Linked DNA regions of Mus musculus: all the other regions are linked to region 2. A link is a contact called in public Hi-C data. All regions are on one chromosome and are shown on one strand. Each heading gives the region's core, a stretch centred on a gene start, on an enhancer-like site or on the middle of the called end of the contact. The rest is flanking DNA. Distances are from core to core; before and after follow the strand shown. Region 1 has its middle 83 kb from the start of Gm31650. Region 2 has its middle 92 kb from the start of Gm31333. Region 3 has its middle 6.7 kb from the start of Allc.

Region 1 (4,044 bases), core at 1,096-3,595, 310 kb after region 2:
CTGCTGCCTTGACCGAAAGCAACTCAGGGGAGGAAAGGATTCATTCTGCTCACACTTCCGGGTCACAGTCCATCACTGTAGGAAGTCAGAGCAGGAACGCAAGCGGGGGGGGGGGGGGGGGGGGAGAGTGTAGGTGTGTGTGTGTGGCTTGAAGCAGCAATCAGTGGAAGAACACAGCTAGTTTTCTTATCCAGCCCAGGGCCACCCTCCCAGGGAGTGCAATAATGCCACTCAATGGGCTTGGCCCTCTCATTTGTCAATGAATAATCAAGACGACCCCCTTTCCCCCAGACATGCCGACAGGTCAGTTTGATGCAGGAAATTCCTCAGTTGAAGCTCTTCCTTCAGGTGAATCTAGGTTCTGTGAAGTTGAAAATTAAAGCTTACAAAGGACATCTACTCGGCACACATGTACTAAGCAGGTGATATAAACCCTGAGTCTGTGTGCTGGCGCGTATGAGTATGTGTGTACTTGAGAAGGGAACGTTAGGAATGCATATTTAGTACTCTGTCGTTTTTCAGTCTAACGAGGTGACAGGGCTCTGAGGATCTGCTGTTTATGGCAGGAATTGCTGGTGTCCAGGACACATGTCAACCCCTGGTGAGGGGCTGTAGAGGCAGTTTCCCTTGCTGTCAAAGCAGTGTCATAAGGGAGGTGTAGGGTGTCTCTAGGCTGTGGAACCCCAGGAGACTCTTTCCTCTGTATCATTCCTCCATTCCTGAGGATTGATTGCTAATCACATTTATTCATTCATTGGAAATTCCAGAAGATCATTAAAATATCAACATCTCTGTTTTCTTATTCTCAGTGGGATTTTTAGACTTTTCAGGCAAGGAGTTTGGGTTAAAATCATATATGAATGATAGAACTCTGAGGGGTCCTGCTGGATGGACCCCTGAGTCTTCTTGAACAAGAGAGGTCTGCTATGCTGTGCTGTCACACACCCCAGTCCTTCTCCCATAACCCTGCCAGGAAGGCAGTGAAACACACACACACACACACATGCACACGCACATACGCACACAATATGGACACTCCTATACCCCCTTAGCTGGCCTCCACACCTATGCCACAATCTTATGGTTCTTTGACTTTGTGCTGTTGGTGTCTTCTTGGCCAAGGCAAGTCTTAATAAGAGAAGATTAGCCGTGGGGGCATCTGTTTAGTGTTGACTGAGGATGGCTTTGAATTTGAACTCCAGCCCCATTTGCCTCCACATCCCCATCCTATGATTAAGAACATGTGGAACAGCACCTGACTTTAAAAAAAAAAATCATGGTGTGTATGTATATGTGTGCATATGTGTGTGTGTGTATATGTCTGTGTCTGTGTATGTCTCTGTATCTGTTTGTCTGTGTGTGTTTGTCTATGTGTGTATGTCTGAGTGTGTGTCTCTGCATGTGTGTGTCTCTGCATGTGTGTGTCTCTGCATGTGTTTGTGCATGTCTCTGCATATGTTTGCCTGTGTATGTGTGTGTCCGCGACTCTCTCTGTGTATCTATGTGTGTGTGTGTGTGTGTGTGTGTGTGTGTGTGTGTGTATGTGTGTGTGGTTGGCCATCTATGAGCACAGAGTGTTTACAGGGGTCGGTCAGCTTCAAGTCTTCACCTCTCACTTTGAGACAAGCTTTCCTAGTGCTCAGTGCTGCTTCAGGAGCCTGCTAAGATCCTCTTTCCTCTGCCTCTCATCTGTGATTGGACTGCTGGGATTGCTATCATTTTCATATCCAGCTCTACCTGAACTCAAGTCCTCACCTTTGCTTAGTCCAGACCTCACTCCCGGCTTTCATTTATCTTTTTTTTTAATCAAATAAAATAGGTGAGACAACAAACAAAGAACAAACGGAAGGCACCCCCCCCCCCCCAAATGCACATACTTGAGAGGTCTAATAACAAGTCTGAGAGGCAGGACTCAAATCCAGGTCTACGTGACTCCCAAGGTCATGCTGGCTGGCTTTGTGGCCACAGCCCCTGCAGAGGCAGACACTAGCAGGCAGGCTGTGCTCCTCTTAAGCACACTGCCTCAGACAGGGTGTGTGTCTGTGGGGGTGGGGGGTGGGCAATGGAGCTGGCTTTTGAGGGACAGTGTGCCTTCAGGATGGCGGCTTTGAGATTGAGCCTGTCGGCTTGTGGGGCTGAGAAAGCAAAGTCTGTGAAGGCAGCTACAGAAATGCCTCAGGCCCTTCTTCTAAGAAGAAAGGCCGTCCCTGTTGGTCTGGGCACAGTTCTCCTCCAGCTTAGCCCCAAATGGCCGCAGGCTGCTCATTCATTATCCTCACAGTGCCCTGCCCCAGTTGGTGGACCAGACAGCAGGAGAAGGAGGCTGACAGGGGGCAGCAGCTCAGACCCACCCTCCTCCTCCAAGGACAAAGAGCAGCGCCTCTTCCCTCTGCTGAAAGCCTCCTCCCTCTACAGGCTGAAGCCTGCGAAGGAAAGGCCGCCCAGCACCAGGCTTGCTGCTGCTCGGTACCTGCAATTTGCACAGAGGGAGTTCAGCTATTTCAGAGCAGAGGCACTAGAAATACCCGAGTAGAGGGGAACACGATGCCTCCTCCCACACCACCCTCAGAATCCAGGGTGGTACAGGGTGAACTTTCCATCAAGGTGACATTGATTTTTTTAAAAAAGATTAAAAAGAGAAAGAAAGAAAGAAAGAAAGAAAGAAAGAAAGAAAGAAAGAAAGAAAGAAAGAAAGAAAGAAAGAAAGAGAAAGAAAGAAAGCAGCACCAATATTTCTAAATGCTGGACAAAAGAACACAGAAACCAAAGGGCAAATGGACCTGCAAGCATCTAGCCTCTCCCACCATTAGGCAGCAACACCTTCCAGTCCGAGGCTCCCTAAGCTCCAATGCACAGGCAGCTCTGGGGCCCTACCAAGGTGTAGACTCTCCTCTATCCTTCTGAGAAAGGGGAGGGAGGCTGGAGTTCTGCATCAATCTCAAGTTTTCCAGAAACCCTGATGTTTGTCCCTTGAGCCACAATGGGTCACAAAGAAGTCACCTTCTTCAGGGCAGTTCCTCTCTGCCCAGCTGGGGTCAGCTGTCCTGTAATACTCCCCAGAGAGGAAGCTGTCTTCTCTGACTGAGATCCCAGCTGGGCAGTACTGACTGGTCTGACAGCTTGTGCTTGGATGTACTTCACCAGAAAGAGGTCTTCTCAGGAGAAGCACCACAGCATAGGAATTCCTGGGACTAGCGCCTTGGACACACCCCACCCTTCTCTTGGGAGCAAGCCTCCAGGGATCACTAAGGTAGGGGCACGGCCTGCTCCGTGAGTACTGTCCATCTATCTGTTTCTGTGGAGTGATTACTAGAGATAGCCCTGGATGCAGTTTCTTCTCCAGACAAGCCATTTGGCATTAGCACTTTGATTCTCTTCAGAGTTAATGAAGAGTCTAGGCAGATCACTGGGCCAGCCACAGTGCAGGGTCATGACTTTAGAGGATGAGGACACTGCTGACCCTGTGGCTGTAGCCCAGACACACAGGGCTTCTAATTATTTTTCTAATAAATTTCAGGAAGATGCGGCCCAGAGCCGGTTTGATAACGGCTGTCACCGTGAGTGTGTGTTTCCAGGAATCCCATGGGCACTGCAGTTCATCAGTAAAGGAAGTGTGCTGCCGTTTTTTATTTCCTTTCTGAAATATTTCTGTTTGGGGATCTTGAAAGAGGAGATGGAAGAAAATATTAGTTCCCGGTGAAATGTATATCTTCAGCATGTGATCCTGGTGCCTTGCGACCCCTGTGGCCTATCTCTTTCTGAAGTACTGGGCTGGAATCTATCAGGCTACATTCACATTTACACAGAGAGGGACTCAGATCTGAGTCCCTTACACACATGCATGGCAGCCTGCAGGCATGTGCAAAGCCTTGGCTGGGGCACCAGAGACTCAGACACTGGTCCCTTATATGTAAGTCGTGATTCACAGTTGAGGCGAATTCTTTCCTTGGGTCCTTATATATGGCTAGGCTGTGGAAATGTCACAGGGGCATATGTGATGCAAAGCAGAGCTCTGAGTTAGGGATGTGGCTCTTGCCAGCCCTC
Region 2 (4,336 bases), core at 183-2,682:
CAGCAGTGTCTGTGGTACTCATGCCTTCCCCATAGCAGCAGTGTCTGTGGTACTTCATGCCTTCCCCACAGCAGCAGTGTCTGTGGTACTTCATGCCTTCCCCACAGCAGCAGCGTCTGTGGTACTTCATGCCTTCCCCACAGCAGCAGCGTCTGTGGTGCTTCATGCCTTCCCCACAGCAGCAGCGTCTGTGGTACTTCATGCCTTCCCCACAGCAGCAGCGTCTGTGGTACTTCATGCCTTCCCCACAGCAGCAGTGTCTGTGGTACTTCATGCCTTCCCCACAGCAGCAGCGTCTGTGGTACTTCATGCCTTCCCCACAGCAGCAGTGTCTGTGGTACTCATGCCTTCCCCACAGCAGCAGTGTCTGTGGTACTCATGCCTTCTCCACAGCAGCAGTGTCTGTGGTGCTTCATGCCTTCCCCACAGCAGCAGTGTCTGTGGTACTTCATGCCTTCCCCACAGCAGCAGCGTCTGTGGTACTTCATGCCTTCCCCACAGCAGCAGCGTCTGTGGTACTTCATGCCTTCCCCACAGCAGCAGCGTCTGTGGTACTTCATGCCTTCCCCACAGCAGCAGCGTCTGTGGTACTTCATGCCTTCCCCACAGCAGCAGCGTCTGTGGTGCTTCATGCCTTCCCCACAGCAGCAGCGTCTGTGGTGCTTCATGCCTTCCCCACAGCAGCAGTGTCTGTGGTACTTCATGCCTTCCCCACAGCAGCAGCGTCTGTGGTACTTCATGCCTTCCCCACAGCAGCAGCGTCTGTGGTGCTTCATGCCTTCCCCACAGCAGCAGTGTCTGTGGTACTTCATGCCTTCCCCACAGCAGCAGTGCTGGTTCTCCTCCTGGGATGACCTAGCAATTTAGGAGCATCTGGGGATTTCTTGTGTGCATTTCTTTTGTCTTAAAGGACCGCAGATCACCACAACTACCTCATAACCCTCTCCTAGAAATTGGTTCAAATTTTCATGTGAGTTGGCATCTATGTATCCTGCCGTAAGTGAGCACTGTGCCCCACCCCCCCCCCATCTCCTTATTTCAGAAAATCACCTGTACTGTGACCCTGGCTCTCTTTGGGGTCCAAGTGCAGGTGTGGTTTGGTAAAGTGTAGGTTCCCTTCTCTGGCTGCATTGCGAGGTTGAACACATCTAGTGTTCTCTGTCTCACTGTGGTCAGAAATCTACCTCCTTGGGTTTTATTTCTGAGCGGCACATCGTTTTCCCTTTGTAAGCATTCTTTGTTAGCCCTTCATTCCTGCAGCGTGAATGTGGCCTCTTTAGTGGGCCCTCCCTCTCACGTTCCTCTTTTCCTGTCTAGTCTCTGCTTCCTGCAAATTGCTTTTGTTCCCATCGGATTGTTCTGGTCACTGGCTTCCTTGTTAGAAGTGGTTCTCAGATGTCTGGCGTTGCTTGACCATCTGCTCATGATTAAGAATGACAGGCCAGCAATCAGCCCTGCAGCTCTGAGCGTGTGGGTGGAGCTGGCCAACCATGGGCTTCACTCAAGAGCATTCTGGGAGGGCCTGACAGGACCTCCAGGGGACAGCCTCTGCTCTTTCCTCTCTGCAGAGCCACAGTCTGTCCGCAGAGGAGGCCTTTTCACCTCACACATGGTGTGGCTGCCTCCTCGAAGCTGAGCAGCCCTCTTTCTTGCAGAGTGTGCCACTTAAATGATGAGGGACTTTATGGGAGCATTTCTGCCATTCTCCCCCCACCTCTCTTACTTTATTACTCCTTTCCCAAAGCTGGGAAATTGCTACTTATTTAAAATGCCTAAATAGACCTAAAATTTTAATTAAACTCTGCAATATGTCCTTGTTACGACTTTCCCATCAACTTCCCGGGAGTGTTGTATGTTATTAGGCTTTCTATCTCAGGGCAAAAGGCTTTTGTTTGCTGTTTTTTTTTTTTAAAGGCCCTGGACTGGTTTATGAAGGAATAAAAGTTATGAAGAGGCCACTTAGCAAAACCTTCCTGCATCCCTCTAGGAGAGCATGTATCAGAGCCTGGTGCTGCATCTGTGACTGTATCCCCAGTACATGAGATTTAGATTTTCCTCCAGAGGGAGGGGTTCACCCATGCCACAGTGGACAATGGCAAAATGGATTAGAGGAAAAATGTGCAGAGCCAGGAGACCTGAGGTGGCTCTGTCAGCAGGAAGGCTCATGCTCTCAGCTTCCTGGATGTGATGGCTGCTTTAGCTCTCTGACAGCCCTTGTTGCCAAGATTCTCCCAACAGTGTCTGGGTCAGCAGACATGTTTGACTCTGTGCTTTTAGGCTCTAGGAGTTGAGTGGCTTTCTTCGTGAGCAGCTCCATCCAAAAGGCACAAGGAGACCAATGTCTTAGAGCTCTTGTCACTGCAACCCAGACTTAGAAACTAACATACATTCTGGCCACACAGAACTTAGCTTGCATCCCCCAAGCCCAGGGTTTTGGTCTGTGGAGGGTGAAGATAATGACCATATCATTACCTGGAGGTACAAAGTCCCAAAGCACAGGTGAATAGTTCCTCTCTCTGGTTGTGAACATAAATATGTTTCCTCACCTTTCTGATTTCCTTATACAGTTGATAGATAAATGTACTCTGTAACACAAAACCTGCGTTAGACCCGTTTAAGGATATAGATACTTAGAAACCACCCAAGATAGAATTGGCTCCAGCCCTGAGAAACCAAGGCAGCTACTTACTGCTGTTTTCACTGGGGTAAAACACAGTCTGCTGCAGTGTGCACTAGGGTAGTTTGGAGTGTCACCCAGCCTGGGCCAGGAGTCAGAGAACAAGGTGACCTTGACAGATGTCTCCCTCTAGCACCCTGAACTCCTCCGGCTTGGTTGGGCTTAATAACTCAGCACCGCTACCGGACATGCACACACAACAGACATTCTCAGTTCCCTCAATTAGACTCTTCTTTCGAGCCCCTTAAAAGAAAATATCTCAATAGGAGCCTCTTAGTATTCTAGCAGGGCTGTCTGCAGTAATGTGTTAGAGGATATAGGTGCCACTCCTGTGCAAAGAGCTTGAAAAATGACCAGACAGAGCCAAGCTCTCCCTGTTTGTTGTCAGCTGCAGAAGCAGAGTAATAAATCAACCGGTCTCATGTCAAGGGTCAGTTCGTTTGATGTTTAAAGCATTTGGCCAATCTAATCAGGCTGGGCATGGCCAATCCGTCTGCGGGAGATACTGGTACTGTTCCCTGCTGAGGTGTCAGGAGCTGTGCTTCTCTGACCTGAAGACTTTGGAGCCTCCCAACTGGAGCAGCAGGAGACAAAGAGTTCACACCCTGGAGGAAGAGGCCTCAGGCCCAGTCAGTTATCTGGGAGAGATCCATGTGCCCAGCAACTGGAGGTAGTTACCGAGAAGGAAGCACAGAGATTTGGTTTGAAATGGCTGGATGTACTCCTAGAGGATTTAGAAGCAGGTTTCCCACATACTTTTCAGGGCCATGTGCAAAATAAAATTGTGAGGTCCTTTGTTTAAAAGCAAGACAGAGCTGCACTAAAGGCACAGGAACATGAATCTTGATAGTGTATGATTGTGTCTTTCACGTATGTTGTTTTATTTGATGGGTACAGTTCTAAGTAAAGAAAAATTTAAAACGCCAATGGTCAGAGGGAAGGTTTGCTGACATCTTCATGTCGTGCAAATAGAAGAAAGCAAACCGAGGAATACGGAATGGCAGAGAAGCACCTGAAAAAATGTTCAACATCCTTAATCATCAGGGAAATGCAAATCAAAACAACCCTGAGATTCCACCTCACACCAGTCAGAATGTCTAAGATCAAAAATTCAGGTGACAGCAGATGCTGGCGAGGATGTGGAGAAAGAGGAACACTCCTCCATTGTTGGTGGGATTGCAGGCTTGTACAACCACTCTGGAAATCCGTCTGGCGGTTCCTCAGAAAATTGGACATAGTACTACCGGAGGATCCAGCAATACCTCTCCTGGGCATATATCCAGAAGATGCCCCAACTGGTAAGAAGGACACATGCTCCACTATGTTCATAGCAGCCTTATTTATAATAGCCAGAAGCTGGAAAGAACCCAGATGCCCCTCAACAGAGGAATGGATACAGAAAATGTGGTACATCTACACAATGGAGTACTACTCAGCTATTAAAAAGAATGAATTTATGAAATTCCTAGCCAAATGGATGGACCTGGAGGGCATCATCCTGAGTGAGGTAACACATTCACAAAGGAACTCACACAATATGTACTCACTGATAAGTGGATATTAGCCCAAAACCTAGGATACCCAAGATATAAGATACAATTTCCTAAACACATGAAACTCAAGAAAAATGAAGACTGAAGTGTGGACACTATGCCCCTC
Region 3 (4,288 bases), core at 1,218-3,717, 460 kb before region 2:
CTAAGACAACACTGCTGACCTCCATCCCAACCCTTGGCCCACAAAAAAATCATAATTTAGATGGTTCACAATTTAAATGGTTCATGTTTAAAGTCACTACAGGGACCCAAGCAATGACTCATTCAGTAAAATCCTTGCTTTGCAAGCATGAGGACATGGGTTCAAGCCTCTAGAACCTCCTTGCTTTTTAATCCAATAACTAGAGAGATGCCTCATTGGCTAAGAGTCCTGGCTACTCTTGCAGAGGACCCAGGTTTGATTCTAGAATCCATATCAAACAGCTCACAATCACCTATAATCCCAGGTCTAGAGGATCTGGCATGCTCTTCTGGTTTCCATAGACACCTGCACACATGCGGTGCTGCAGACAATCGGGCACACATCCATATACATGAACTCTTTAAATCTTGTTTTTTTTCAAAGCCAAGTGTGGTGGTACTTGTAATCAGCCTAGCAACTGTAGGCAAATGAGAGACTGGCTCAAAAAACAAGGTAAACAGCACCTAGGGAATAACACCTGAGGTTACTTTACACACACACACACACACACACACACACACACACACACAGAATACAGGAAGGAAGGTAGGAAGGGAGGAAGGAAGGAAGGAAGGAAGGAAGGAAGGAAGGAAGGAGGGAGGGAGGGAGGGAGGGAGGGAGGGAGGGAGGGAGGGAGGGAGGGAAGGAAGGAAGGAAGGAAGGAAGGAAGGAAGGAAGGAAGGAAGGAAGGAAGGAAGGAAGGAAGGAAGGAAGGAAGGAAGGAAGAAAAGATGTAGGAGTGATATTACACAGTAAAATCTATACATGATTATTGGGTGTATAGTTGCCACCATCCCACTTAGGGACTTTCCTTCCAAAACAGAAACTGGATAAATGCATGCTTTTCCAGGACCTCTGTCTCCAGAGCAGAGCACAGATGCACACAGGCTGACGGGGTTTTTTTGTTTTGTTTTGTTTTGTTTTGTTTTGGACTTGTGCGGTGCACAATCTGTGCATCACATGTGGCCCTGACCCCAGGTACGGAGACACACAGATTTGCCTGCAGGCTCTGTGTGGGAAAGCAGTGATGTACAGGCACATCAGTAAGCCAGCTTCCATGGCAACAGTCTCAGCAGCCTGGCAACAGCATCCACAGCCACAGTAGCCAAGGAACCCACACAGATCTGCACGCAATGTATGCAATGTGATTCATGGGTTTTGTTCCTTCCATAACCGGTGCATCAGGTTGTTCCTGTGGCTTCCCAGCAATTTATTTCTGTGTGAATTTACCAAACTGATCTTTCTACTTACAGCTTAAGTAGCATCCGCTTTGGAATAGGTCTGTTTAAGTGAGTTGGGTTGAACCTGTTGACTGGGTCAGTGGTTAGCTGTCTGCTTGTGTTTTTAACTGGACCCCAGCTAGAATTTCCTGAGATTTCAGTTGAGGAGTTGCCCCTATCACATTTGCACATAGGCAAGTCTGTGGGGTGTTTTCTTGATGTGTGATTGATGTGGGAGGGACCCGCTCACTTTGGGTAGTGCCACCCTGAGCAGGCGGTCTTGTGTTCTGTAAGGAAGCAGGCTGAGCAAGTCGCGGGGCAAGCCAGGAAGCAGCATCCCTCCATGGCTTCTGCTTCAGTCCCAGCCTCCAGGTTCCTGCTTGAGCCCTATCTCCCCTTCATGATGAACTGTGTGGCCTGTGAGCCAAATAAACCCTTTCTTCCTCAAGCTGATTCTGGTGGTGGTGTTATCACAGCCACGGAGAAGCAAACTAGGAGAGCGCAGGGCTCAGCTTCCTCCCGGCCACATTCCCCTGTGGGCACACAATAACAGAATTTGCTCTCAGGGTTCCCAGACATCCTTCAGTCACTGTGTGACATGTAGGCTAGAGAGGAGAGCCTGATCAGCTGGAACGGCCAGGTGAATGGCTGCCCGTGAGAGAAATGATAGAGCTGAGCCCGACAGAGCAGAAGTACCCTACATCCATCTCTCCCAGGATCTTTTCCACCAGCCTGGGTGAACCTTTGCACTGGGACTTCAAGGTGCTGGCCATGGAATCTAGACATGCCACATCCCTCCACCTACAGCCATGGCCAGGGCGTTCCTAACTAGCTTTACATTCGCTCTGCCTAAATGGCCACTAGGCTTGTGCAAACACACTCCAGTGGTCTCTTGAGGGTGGAAAACCACAGAGATAGGTATGGATGGAGCCATTTTCTGAAGAAGGGCACCATGGCCTTGGCCTCCCTTCCTAGCCTAGAGTTCTCCTTCCCCACTGCTCTGCCCTCCTTTGTTCTGCCTCTCTCCCTCTCCTCTCCCTTTCTCTCTTACTGACTCTCCCTCTCCCTTTTTTTTCCCTGTCATACTCCCTCGTTCTTGAACACATGCACAAGAGAGAGAAAGAGAGACAGACAGGCGGACAGACAGACCTACCGACCGACCAGAGACTATTTGCTAGTGCCCCGGCACTCCTCCAGCTGGGCAAACCTCTCTGGCTTTCTCTATCTTTCCCACTGGGTGGCAGTGTGGCACCATGCATTGACATCCCTGACCCACGGCCCGAGGCTGTCTCTTTGCTCATCTTATCTCAGCCTGTACTCCTCAGAGGATTCTAAAGAGGACACCCACGCCAGCTTTCCGGTCACGCCTCACTGCGGCACCTAATGAATCTCAGCTCTCGCCTGAGCCGCCACAGCCCTGCTGCGCAGCCAGCCCCGCCCCCACCCGCCCCCGGTCTGAACTGAGGTTCCCTCCTGAATCTCGGGAAGGGAATTCAGGACGGAGGTCTGGCTCCGCGCCCAGGTGTTTGTACCTAACCTGATCTGCTTCAAAGCAGTCACCGTAATGTAAATGTACCAGGTATAAACAATGGCTAGAACGCCGTTGCTATGTTTTATATTAACACAAATTTGCCTAAATGGAGCTTAACAGAGGAAACTACAAGGTGCCTGGTACTTCTAATCTCCCATAAGGTGCAGAGCAGAGCAGAGCTCTGGTTCACCTTCCGTTCCAGTTAGGTATTAATGCCGATGCAAGCCTAGGTATGAGAGTAAGTTTGTAAGACATCCTAGAGCAATGGTTCGCAACCTTCCTAGTGCTGCAACCCTTTAATTCAGTTCCTCATGTTGTGGTGACTTACATTCGTAAAATTATTTTGTTGTTACTTCATAACTGTAATTTTGCTACTGTTATGAATTGTAATGCAAAATATGCATGTAAATGTCTCATCCCAGCTTGGGACATGGCTGGGCCAGTTGCTGTGAACATACAGCTGCTCGCTCAAGTTGACTTCAAGAGGTCAAGGCGTTCATGTTGGAGAAGGGAAGGGGAGGAGAGAAGGGAGGGCAGACAGATCCCACTGTACAGGAAGATAAAAAATTCCCTCAGGCAGCCCCCGGAGCACTGAGAACTAGGCTAGAGGGCGTCCCTGATGACCCTCTACCCGGTTATACGGCAGCACTCTCACACAGAAGACTCCAAGGCTCACCCTCGCCTCCAGGATAAGTGGACACGAGGCAAGGGAGAGATTCCACGGGCAGCAGATGCCACGGGTGAGCAGGGAGATGTAGACACCTCCTCAGTGCTCTCCAGGGCCATCTGGGTCCGAAGACATGCCCATCCCCCACCCCGACCTGGAGCAGAGCAGTCTCACACACTGTGGATGCTTAACTGGACCCGGGTAGAGTCTCTTTCCCATTTGACTGCCATATATGTCAAGATGTTACTCAAGCACGTTGAAGGCAGCCCAGCCACTCGACAGCTAACTCCACCCCTAAGAGGGAAGATGCAGAAGGATGCTGTTCGCCACACTGACCGCTGAGAGGCAGACTTGTAAGGGATGAGGCTAGACCACCCATGAATGCTCCCTGGCACCCTCACCCTGACTTGCTCCTCCTTCAGTAGACCCTCTCTTGCCTCCCCTGCAGAAAGCTTCCAGGCTTGAACTGAGAGCTGACCATCAAAATCATAACGGTGGAGCCCAACTTCCTGGTTGGTTTCTCCTTCAGATAATGTCCGGCACGTCCACATGATGAGGAGACTGGATACAAGTGCAGCCCTGTCTGTAGCATGAATCTGTGGAAATAGCATGTAAGAAGAAGTCCCAGGAGTCCCCAAAGCCCAGTCTAGAATGTCAACCCTCAGAGAAGCCAGAACAGGCAAACCACTGACTACTGAGAGACAAACCACTCGTGGAACAAGGTAGATTCAGAGACCAGAGGGGGTTTCCACTCTTCCTACCAATACCTAATTAAGGTGTGCCCATACATGCTCAAAGGTGCTCACACAAGCTTCGCCCCAGCCTATCTTT

Evidence for each region. A called contact is a pair of places that touch in the nucleus more often than the background predicts.
Region 1: a Hi-C map of the N1E-115 cell line shows a contact between it and region 2, with 4 times the contacts expected there. The contact joins two enhancer-like sites. A contact is called at or near these places in 1 of 484 Hi-C or Micro-C datasets (the N1E-115 cell line) and 1 of 115 datasets of contacts at active chromatin or transcription factors (differentiating embryonic stem cells).
Region 3: a contact with region 2 is called in a Hi-C map of the N1E-115 cell line, with 4 times the contacts expected there. The contact joins two enhancer-like sites. A contact is called at or near these places in 2 of 39 promoter capture datasets (both in liver), 1 of 15 datasets of contacts at CTCF or cohesin (embryonic stem cells), 19 of 484 Hi-C or Micro-C datasets (the G1E-ER4 cell line, the N1E-115 cell line, cardiomyocytes and 5 more), 1 of 115 datasets of contacts at active chromatin or transcription factors (embryonic stem cells) and 1 of 9 other capture datasets (embryonic stem cells).

The regions. Positions count from the first base shown.
Region 1 is chr12:29,354,861-29,358,904 of GRCm38.p6, forward strand. No RefSeq gene overlaps it. Among named protein-coding and RNA genes, the nearest start is that of Gm31650, 83 kb to the right of the region's middle. Within about 2 kb of position 2,346, at least 43 of the 459 cell types and tissues checked have an H3K27ac peak or open chromatin away from gene starts, as enhancers often do. A contact at or near this core is called in the N1E-115 cell line, where this site is marked.
Region 2 is chr12:29,047,904-29,052,239 of GRCm38.p6, forward strand. No RefSeq gene overlaps it. Among named protein-coding and RNA genes, the nearest start is that of Gm31333, 92 kb to the right of the region's middle. Within about 2 kb of position 1,433, at least 63 of the 459 cell types and tissues checked have an H3K27ac peak or open chromatin away from gene starts, as enhancers often do. A contact at or near this core is called in the N1E-115 cell line and cerebellum, where this site is marked.
Region 3 is chr12:28,587,039-28,591,326 of GRCm38.p6, forward strand. No RefSeq gene overlaps it. Among named protein-coding and RNA genes, the nearest start is that of Allc, 6.7 kb to the left of the region's middle. Within about 2 kb of position 2,468, at least 93 of the 459 cell types and tissues checked have an H3K27ac peak or open chromatin away from gene starts, as enhancers often do. A contact at or near this core is called in the N1E-115 cell line and cerebellum, where this site is marked.